2 separate regions of the Mus musculus genome follow, and region 1 is linked to region 2. Evidence: chromatin contacts called from public HiChIP or PLAC-seq data. All regions are on one chromosome and are shown on one strand. Each heading gives the region's core, a stretch centred on a gene start, on an enhancer-like site or on the middle of the called end of the contact. The rest is flanking DNA. Distances are from core to core; before and after follow the strand shown. Region 1 has its middle 33 kb from the start of Fabp6. Region 2 has its middle 13 kb from the start of Pttg1.

Evidence for each region. HiChIP or PLAC-seq counts read pairs in DNA pulled down with a chosen protein or histone mark.
Region 1: a contact with region 2 is called in an H3K4me3 HiChIP or PLAC-seq map of bone marrow-derived macrophages, with 5 times the contacts expected there. The contact joins two enhancer-like sites. A contact is called at or near these places in 3 of 115 datasets of contacts at active chromatin or transcription factors (bone marrow-derived macrophages, extraembryonic endoderm stem cells and pancreatic cancer cells) and 1 of 9 other capture datasets (pancreatic islet).

What each region holds. Positions count from the first base shown.
Region 1 is chr11:43,632,147-43,636,908 of GRCm38.p6, forward strand. No RefSeq gene overlaps it. Among named protein-coding and RNA genes, the nearest start is that of Fabp6, 33 kb to the left of the region's middle. Within about 2 kb of position 2,130, at least 117 of the 459 cell types and tissues checked have an H3K27ac peak or open chromatin away from gene starts, as enhancers often do. A contact at or near this core is called in bone marrow-derived macrophages, where this site is marked.
Region 2 is chr11:43,410,356-43,415,183 of GRCm38.p6, forward strand. It overlaps Gm5782. Among named protein-coding and RNA genes, the nearest start is that of Pttg1, 13 kb to the right of the region's middle. Within about 2 kb of position 1,271, at least 46 of the 459 cell types and tissues checked have an H3K27ac peak or open chromatin away from gene starts, as enhancers often do. A contact at or near this core is called in bone marrow-derived macrophages, where this site is marked.

The sequences.
Region 1 (4,762 bases), core at 880-3,379, 220 kb after region 2:
TATAAATATTACACATAGTAAGATCCTTCTGACAGAACTTAGTTGTCCTGAATTCCCTCCCTGGAAATCTCTTTTTTTACTGGGTTTGGGATCAACTCCATGTTAGACAAAGACCTTTACCACTGGCCTAAACTCAAGAGCCTCTGCTGCCTAAATTCTAGGGTTATGGTCATACACCGTCATACCTGGCTTCGGGAAATTTATCAGACATGGAAGGAGGAGGAGGTTGACACTATTCCCAGACAGCCTAGCTCCTGCTCATCTCGGGGCTACTCCAAGACTCGTTCCATGGAAGACTTGTGTGACGACTCAGCCTTTGTTCCCTACACACCTCCTTGTCTTCTTGCCAGCTCTCCTTCAGAGGCTGAACGCCCCTGCTCCTCTCCGTAGCTTTCCATGCTGTCAGTTACCTGAGTATGGAATTAAATGTAGGATTCCCCTGTTGCTCTGCCTGTGTCTGCTTAACGCTCAGCTCAGCTTAGCCAAGGAACCTAGCAGGGAAGGGTTGTCATTTTCCACTTGCCTACCCCACCACAGTAGCTGCTCAGACACTTGCTTCTAACTTCCCCCTTCTTCTCTTCCCCTGCTTAAAATATTGGCAACTCCTTCCTCCTTCTTCTGCTTGCAACTGTGTAGGCTAAAAAGCAAAACAGACACTAAAGCACAGTCACTTCCTACGGGGCTTAAAATAACATCTTCATCCTGGCCTTCCAGCCGCCCTGTCTGGCTTATCTGGGTTTATCTGTTTTCTTCAGCCCTTGGTCACAGGCCGCTCCTGGCTATTGTTCACTCCCTTCCAGTCTCCAGTCTCCTCCCTTTACCTGAATCTCCCTGGTTCTTCATTCAATTGTCTGCTTATCTCCAGTCTTCCGCCTGGAGGATAAACCACCTAAGACCAGGAACCCCCTCTGACTTGTTCCTGGCTGTGGCCCCCAAACCTCAAACATTGCAGCCCTGCACCCCACCCCCACCCCCCCCACACACACAAACACACGTATGGGCTCTTGGGTGGATGAAAGAATCCATCGATCTTTCACAAGTCGGGCTCTGTTCTAAGCAATTTACCTGTGCCACCTGACAGAATCCTGAGGGGATGAGCTGCTATTTATGCAGGGGTAGACCTGGTCAAGGTCACACAGCTAGGAAGGTTGTACTGAAACCAGCCTGCTCCTCTAAGACTACATGGGCATTACTGTGGGCAGCTGAGCTCTATAGAGAACTCCCACATTGTGTGCATGAATGAATGAGTGAGCCGATTATACACACCTGCACAGAGTAGCCCGCTGGAATAAGCAACCTTTCCCGATCCAAGCATCTCTATGGGATCTTCTGGCAGGGGGTAGGGAGGAGGGTGTGTGTGTCCGCTTTTGACATTTGGAAAGGCACAACACCCACTAAAGCTGATCTGTACACTAAGTACTGGATTCAGAGGGTCTGTGGCTTTCTTTTCTGCCCCGTGCTTCCAGCACCACTAGCTGCCCAGGCCTGGGGATGGGCGATGGGGTGGGGATGGGGGGGCAGCACCCAAGGAACATTGTATCCTGGTAGCTGTAGGCTCTCTTCAGGGTGGCTCTGCTATCTTGTGAGAGTCCTATCTCTCTGGCTAGCTGCCATTCGCCTGGCAGCCCTAATGTCTTATCTCATCCATCATCGGGCTACACTCATCCAAGCTGGATCTCCGAATGAGACATGTGTGCCGAAGATGGAATGGCCTGGAGCCCTGGAGGGAATCGAACCCACTGTAAAGGAGGCCGGAGAGGACCAGAACTGCAGGCCTGATGTCTGAGTGGATCCCTCTCCGCTGAGGAGGGCCCACAGAGAGAGAAGGGGAGGGCAGGGCAAAGGATGGACGGAGGAGAAAAAGGAAAAGCGGCTGGGGCAGAGGAATAGAGGTGTAGGGTGTTGGTTTCCTATTGCAATTGAAATGTAGACTCCTCTGGTGCCCCGCCAGCTTCAGCACACCCCTGCCCCGCCCCCACCCTCACCCTCCACCAAGCTGACAGCCTAGGAAAGCAGGCAGGTTAGGGAGGTGATTTATTGCAGGCTCTGCTCCTTCTAACACCAGGCTCCTTGGCCTGGCTTCCCTCACCCTCACCCCAGCACTTCCGCGTAGGAACCGCCTGGGAAAGTCTGAGCTTCTCCCCGCCTAGCTGCCGCGGTGCCTGGTTTGCTTTCCATCCCAGCCTCTAGGGAGAGGAATTTGTGCTGTCGCCCCTCCCCCACAACCGTTCTGCTGAAAGTCAAGATGTAGGACTCAGGCTCCCCAGAGATTTTCTAGTCCAGCCCTCGGATTTTGTTTTGCTTTTTAATCTAAACAATTAAAAAATAATAATAATTGCCAACCTTAAACTGAAATAGATTGCCCTTAAAAACTGTTTTTCTGCCGGGCGTGGTGCCGCACGCCTTTAATCCCAGCACTTGGGAGGCAGAGGCAGAGGCAGGCGGATTTCTGAGTTCCAGGACAGCCAGGGCTACACAGAGCAACCCTGTCTCAAAACACAACCCCCCCCCATTGTTTTTCTGATGCTGGGTAGTGATGGAGCACACTTTTAACTCCAGTACTGAGGAGGCAGAGGCAGGAGGATCTCTCTGAGTTTGAGGCCAGTCTGGTCTACAGATCGAGTTCCAGGTCAGCCAGGGCTACACAGAGAAACCCTGCCTCCAAACCAAAACCAAACCAAACCAAACCAACAACAACAATAACAGAAGAATGAAAGAAAACAAGTACAGAAAAGAATCAAGTAACTGGATGCCCTGCTATGACCTAGCCTTGAAATCCACATTGTTATTTCCACTTTCGTCGTTGGTCTAAATGACTAACTAGCTGCTCAAATCCAACAGGGACATCAATGCCTGCTCCTGAATTTTTTTTTTTTTTTTCCGAGACAGGGTTTCTCTGTGTAGTCCTGGCTGACCTGGAACTCACTTTGTAGACCAGGCTGGCCTCGAACTCAGAAATCCGCCTGCCTCTGCCTCCCGAGTGCTGGGATTAAAGGCGTGCGCCACCACGCCTGGCTCTCCTGAATTATTTTTAATTAATTAATTATGCATTGTGTGGCTTGGGCACCGCGTTGCCAATGTGGAGGTCAGAGGACAGCTTACAGGAGTGTTCTCACCTTCTCCCATGGGTGCCTAGGGATGGGACTGAGGCTTTCAGGCCTGGTGAGTTGGTAAGTAATACTTTTCTTCACTGAGCTGCCTCTCTCTCTCTCTCTCTCTCTCTCTCTCTCACACACACACACACACACACACACTTTTGGCACCAGGTTTTAAAACTACTCCAGCACGAATATAAACTGAAAAGTCAGGTTTTCCTTCGACCCGATTCCTCCAGGGCCTGATTCCAGTCCCTAGCAGCAAACCCAACCTATGTCCTCTATGGCTTTTTAGATAGAATACATGCCCACCAGTACCACAGAGACACGAGAACTATAGAAGCACAAACCATACTCTGTACTCTGGTTGTTCAACTCCTGTTCCAGCCGCCAGAACCCAAGTACATTGAAGCAATGGATTCCCTTGGATTTGAGGTCCAGCCCTTGCCACAGCTCTCTGCAATGTAACCCAAGAGTCAAGGGTTCTAGTTCAGTAGCATCCAGGGCCTCCTGGATCTCACTCTCTGAATCCAGACACCAAATAGTCTGAAGAGCAAAACTACCCATGAAAACACACAGGCAAACCCAGAGCCAGGTGTGCTGTGGGATGCCTGTAATCCCCAGGCTGAGGAAAGAACTGGGTACAAGCAAGCTCTAGGGAACCCTGGGCTTCATAGAAAGACCCTGTTGACAAGAAGGGAAGGAGGGAGAGAAGAAAGGAAAAAAAGATTTCAAATAAACAACAGAACCACTCAAACACACACCCCAGTGAATTCATAATAAATACTGCTCTCTGGCCTTGCTGCCACGTCTGACAGCCTAAGTTTGATTTCTGCAATTCACAAAATAGAAGAAGAGAACCAACTTTCGCAAATTGTATTTTTACCTACCTACCTACCTACCCCCCCCCCCCCCACACACACACTTTAAAAACTAAATCTTGAGTGTTTTAATGTTAAAGTTTATCTAGGACTGACCAAGTTCTTATCTATCATGTATAAAACCCTGGTTTTTACCTGCAGCACCACAACAAACATCAGACATGCTGGCACCTGCCTATAATCCCAACATTCCAAAGATGGAAGTAGGAGGGTCAGAAATTCAGATTCATCCTCAGATTCGTAACGGGTTTGAAGTTAGACTATGCTTACAGGTGACCCTGTCCCAAAACAAAAAAAGCCAATTAGTAGTTCATTTTAAAGATCAACCTATTTCCTGGTACACAAGCAGGGCTTCATACAAGAGCACACTACAATCCACTGTTCAAAAGCACTGTAAGTTATTGATTGGCCTTAGCCCCGTTTCTGCTCATCATCATGTACACAGGAGCAAATAACCTTCTCCAGGAGAGAGAGACAAAGACAGAGACACAGACACACAGAGAGAAACACAGAGATGGAGGCACAGAGATCATCTGTGGCCCTGGGATGAATTCCTAGAAGCAGAATGCTGTGTGAAGGGAGGGCTCCTGGAGCCATCCAGACCATACTTTAAAAAGCAGTGGTGATCCACACCCCATACCTCCTAGATGGTTTGCCTGCTGGCAGTATGACCTGTGAGATCCTGCCTGCTTCTAGGGCAGCAGGTGGCAGCTGCTTCCTAGCTATTTAACAGTATCACATGAAGGCCTGTGGGGGAGGGGGGTGCACAGCAATGAGTGGACCCTG
Region 2 (4,828 bases), core at 21-2,520:
TGCAACTGCAGTCTCCTCTTTCTCCCCTGCCCTGCTCCAGAGCCAAGTCCTTGCGCAGAGGTCTGGATCCCCAGCCGTTGGTTTTATGACACAGCTCTCAGCCTGTAAAAACCCTCTTGGTCTTGTTCAGGGGATTCCCCTCTACAAGCTCCTTCCTGGGAAGCAGAGATTAACATTCACTTTCTTACAAGTCGTGAGAGTAGGATGGCTCATCACAGAACTCTCTGAGTGCGTGCGTGCGTTCGTGTGTGTGTGTGTGTGTGTGTGTGTGTGTGTGTGTGTGAGAGAGAGAGAGAGAGAGAGAGAGAGAGAGAGAGAGAGAATGAGATCTACTCCAACATCTTCTTTTGAGGGATGAGATACAGAGACTCAGAGAGGGCATATGCACAGAACAGAACACACAACTCTTAAGTAGACCCTACCTACACTCCACATCCAGGGAGCCACTGACCACCCCCACCCCTAATCTCACCCCGCCCCCACAATGACTGGCTGTTTGTGCACAGGATAAGGGAAATGGTTTGAAGGTTGAAGGATGCTTTATAGAATGTCAATATACATGGTGGGAAAATTATTCATGCTGCATTGCTGCTCATCCTATTGGCTACTTGAAGGATGGTCAAGACTCTGCACTAACTTGTCTTTACGCAGATAAATCTTTCCCTAGACAACGCTTTAGTGAGAAAGAGACCAGACAGGGTCAGGGTCAGCAAGAATTTAGTAACACTGTTTCTGTTTTCTTCTTCTTCTTCTTCTTCTTCTTCTTCTTCTTCTTCTCTCTCTCTCTCTCTCTCTCTCTCTCTCTCTCTCTCTCTGTCTTTCTCTCTCTCTCTTACACTCTAATTATGTCAATGATGCAAGTTTTATGCCTACACATCACTTAAACATTAAAAGTTACCATTTAAACACATGTAATATCAGGTTAAACAAAAGTTTAAGTCGATTAAAAAAAAATTATTCAGTAAAGACTCATCACCGGTTATCAAACATAGAAAAAAAAACCCTATTTTGACAAGAGTAAATGCGCTAGTTCATTATCACCTTGCAAACAAGTGACAAGTAACAAAATTAAAACTGTCAAGCACATAACTGAAGTCATGGTGAATACCATGTGACTAGAAATCTACCACACTAAGTTGGGGGTCATCTCTATGCTCTGTGACTTCCTCTCTTCACTTCCCTCTTCACCCCCCTTACCACCCAGGGGACCTCCAGTCCTCTAACAGAGGCCCCTTGTCACCCACAGAAAAGGATTAGGAACCAAGCAATTTGCAGGGGTTGAAGAGGGTATACCGCCCTCTGGTGGAATACTTGGGAATTGGTGCCCACATGCTATAGACCTTTGGTACTGGCAGCAAGTCATGTATTTTTTAGGATAGATCCTTCTTCAGCTGGCCACATCCCCAGTGGTGGGTGTGCAAGGATATGTCACCATGGCCAGCTTGGGTGAAATGGAAGCTCAAAAGTCAGGTCTTCACTTTACTGACTGAGCTATCTCCAGACCCAGGATTCTCACATGGGGCAGCTCCAAACACCAGGGCAGATTCTGAGAACTCCAGCCAACAGCATGAACACATAGCATTTACAGGAGAAAAAAAGTGAGACATAAAAAATAATTGGCTACACCTTAGTCGTCAGCCCGGAGCTCAGTTGCAACTTAGTTAATTGGCTGCAAGGCCTCGGTGATTGAATTCCACATTGGTTTGGTCCGGTCTGTTCCGCTCAAAACAAACAGCCAGCCAAATTACTTATCACAAAATATTTGTTACAGAAAGCATTGTGTCCGATAAACCCAGGAACCACTCTTGTAGAATAAAACCCAAAACCTATCCTGGGCTTTTCTTACAGCCAGCGGGGATATGGCCCTGGGGAGAATGGCTCACAATATCAAATGTCCTGTCAAGACGGATGTAGCAGAGATTACGTAACCAACTAGAATCTGAGCTTGCAGTCGTTAGAATACAAGTACAGCCACCTTACACACACTGTGGCCCCGCGATTCCAGGAGATGCCCGTGAAATGCCCTTGGTGCAGATCTGGTGAGAAAACAGATGCTCTGGAAAGGCTGGGCAGCGGCAGCGACATTCATCCCACCGCCCCAGGTTTATTTAAAGACATTTCAGTGGGGCTGTCGAGATGGCTCAGTGGTTAAGAGCACTGACTGCTTTTCCAGAGTACTGGGATTCAATTCCCAGCACCCACATGACAACTCAAAACTCTCTGTGACTCAAATATCCAACACCCGCACACAGACACAAAACATGCAAGCAAAACAACAATGTATATTTTTTTAAAAAGGTCAAATTTAAAGCATTTCTGTAAGCACCGCTAATTTTAAAAACAAGAGACAGTCTGGGTGTGGCAAAAAAACAAAAAACAAAAATGTGCCCGTCATCTTAGCACTTGGCAGAAGTCAAGATCTGGGAGTTCAAGGCTGGCCTCAGCTACACGTTTAAGGTGGGTCTGGGCTACGTGAGACCCGTGTTTTAAAAGACTATTTCTCAAGCAAAATGTAAGGCAGCCATCAAGCTAAACATGTCTCACATCACAGCTAAGACTGCAGAAAGAAAAGCAAATGAGCAAGAAATGAAGGGGGCGCCCTCTAGTGGCTGATTACACTATCACAAGAAGGCAGGTTCTGGAGATCGGAACAGAAGAGGACTTGGTGCTTGTCTTCAAGGGAAAGGGAAAACCGCCTGATGTAATGGACGGTTCGCCTGAAGTGGACACGTGGAAATGTGTTGTCCCTTCAGTGGATCTTTATAAAGGCATATAGTCTGGCTTTTCCCAAAGAAAGTGACTAATTCGAAATCAGACCATAAATCCCAGGCAGGTTCGGAATCTAACCGAAAGGTACAGACTGACAACCTGGGCATCTCCACTCTGCTGGGTGACAGGACCCTTTTAGAGTGGGAGCTGTGACGTTCGCCATTGTGCAGCCTTTACAGCACTTAGCAGATGGTTACCCACAGAGAAGACATCCCATCTTTTTTTATGATAAGAATAATTAGCATTTTAAAAATGATCAGTGTCCAGTGCTATCTTTTGCTGGTCTCAGTGACTGAATAAGGAAAGTAACAGTCTACAGATAAGGAAATTAGGTCTCAAGACGGCCAGTAACTTGCCTAAGATGACAATGGCAGAGTCTGTACCCAAACACTTAAGCCCGGGAGTCTATAGACCCTGAACTAACAATTCTCAAATGGGTTGATCTCACGAGTCTGTTACACTCTTTAAAATCCCACAATAAGGGCTGTGGGATGGCTCTGTCAGTGTGGTGCTTGCCTGCGAGCACAATGACCTGGGTTCAATCCCAATTTAAAAGGAAATAAAGGACTGAAAAGATGGGTCAGCCATTAAAAGGTAGGCTCACAACAAGAAAGAAAGGAAGGAAGGAAGGAAGGAAGGAAGGAAGGAAGAAAGAAAGAAAGAAAGAAAGAAAGAAAGAAAGAAAGAAAGAAAGAAAGAAAGAGAAAAGAAAGAGAAAAAAGAAAGAGAGAGAAAGAAAAAAAGAAAGAGGAAAGAAGGAAGGAAGGAAGGAAGGAAGGAAGGAAGGAAGGAAGGAAGGAAGGAAGAGGGAGGGAGGGAGGGAGGGAGGGAGGGAGGGAGGGAGGGAGGGAGGGAGGGAGGAAGGGAAGGAAGGGCTGGCTGGCAAGATGGCTCAGAGGGTAAGGGTACTTATCACCAAGACCGGATCTGAGTTTGATATTTAGGATCCATGAAGTAGAAGGAGACAGCCAATGTCATGCAGGTTTGTTCTCTGATCTCCTTAAGTAAAATAGTGGTACACATATCACACCATACCCATGCCCCACACACACACACACACACACACACGATACATGTAATTACTTGTAAATCCAGGCATGGTAGTGTGTTCTTTTCATCCCAGCATTGTAGACGCAGACAGAAACCTCACTGTGTTGTTGGTCAGACACTCTAGTGACTTGCTTAGGTCCATGCTAGTGGAATAGCCTGTCTCAACCCAGTGGTAGTGGTGCATGCCTTTAATCTCAGCATTCAGGAGGCAGAGGCAAGGCAGATCTGGGAGTTTGATGTCAGCCTGGTTTATAGATTGAGTTCCAGGATAGCCAGTGCTATACAGAGAACCCTATCTCAAAAAAACAAAAAACAAAAAAAAAAAATCAAATCAACAAAAGTGCATGGCTCCAAAGGTCTGAGATTTTTCTCTGACACATACACACACACACACACACTTACACACTTACGTGCACACAAATGAATCTGCACAACGATGAACATACATAGACACAAATATTACAAAAGATTACTAAAGACTACAAATGGTTGTATTTGTACAGATTCTGTCCATATGTATAGTGATAAAAAAATAAATCTGAGGAAACCTTTTAAATATTTACTGGTTGACTTAAACATGACTATAATAAGCCTGTTAACGTTAACACAAAATATTCTATGAAAAACAACCTTTCCCTCAAAGGAAGGAAAACAAGTGAGAAGGCTGGCGTTGCTTCGCACGCTTGCATGGCTCGTTAACGTCTGGATCATAGATGACAGCTGGAATCTTGGAGCTGCTTCTGCATTCAGTCAGCTGTGACCTCACACTTAAAGTCCTGTCTGGAAAATGCCACCAGGCTCCTGTGGAAGAATAGGAGAGAGAGAAGAGGTAAGCGGGTGGTGCTATCAACAGAATAGACTCAATCTCATGAATTCCTACAAAAGTCTTGAGTACCCCTGGGGTTCCCTAGACAACCATCAGGAATGGCTACTCTAAAGGACAGATGACAGACAGAGGCCTCTGCTCTCCCAGTAGTCATGTATCCCAGGGAATTCGTTGTGCCTGTCA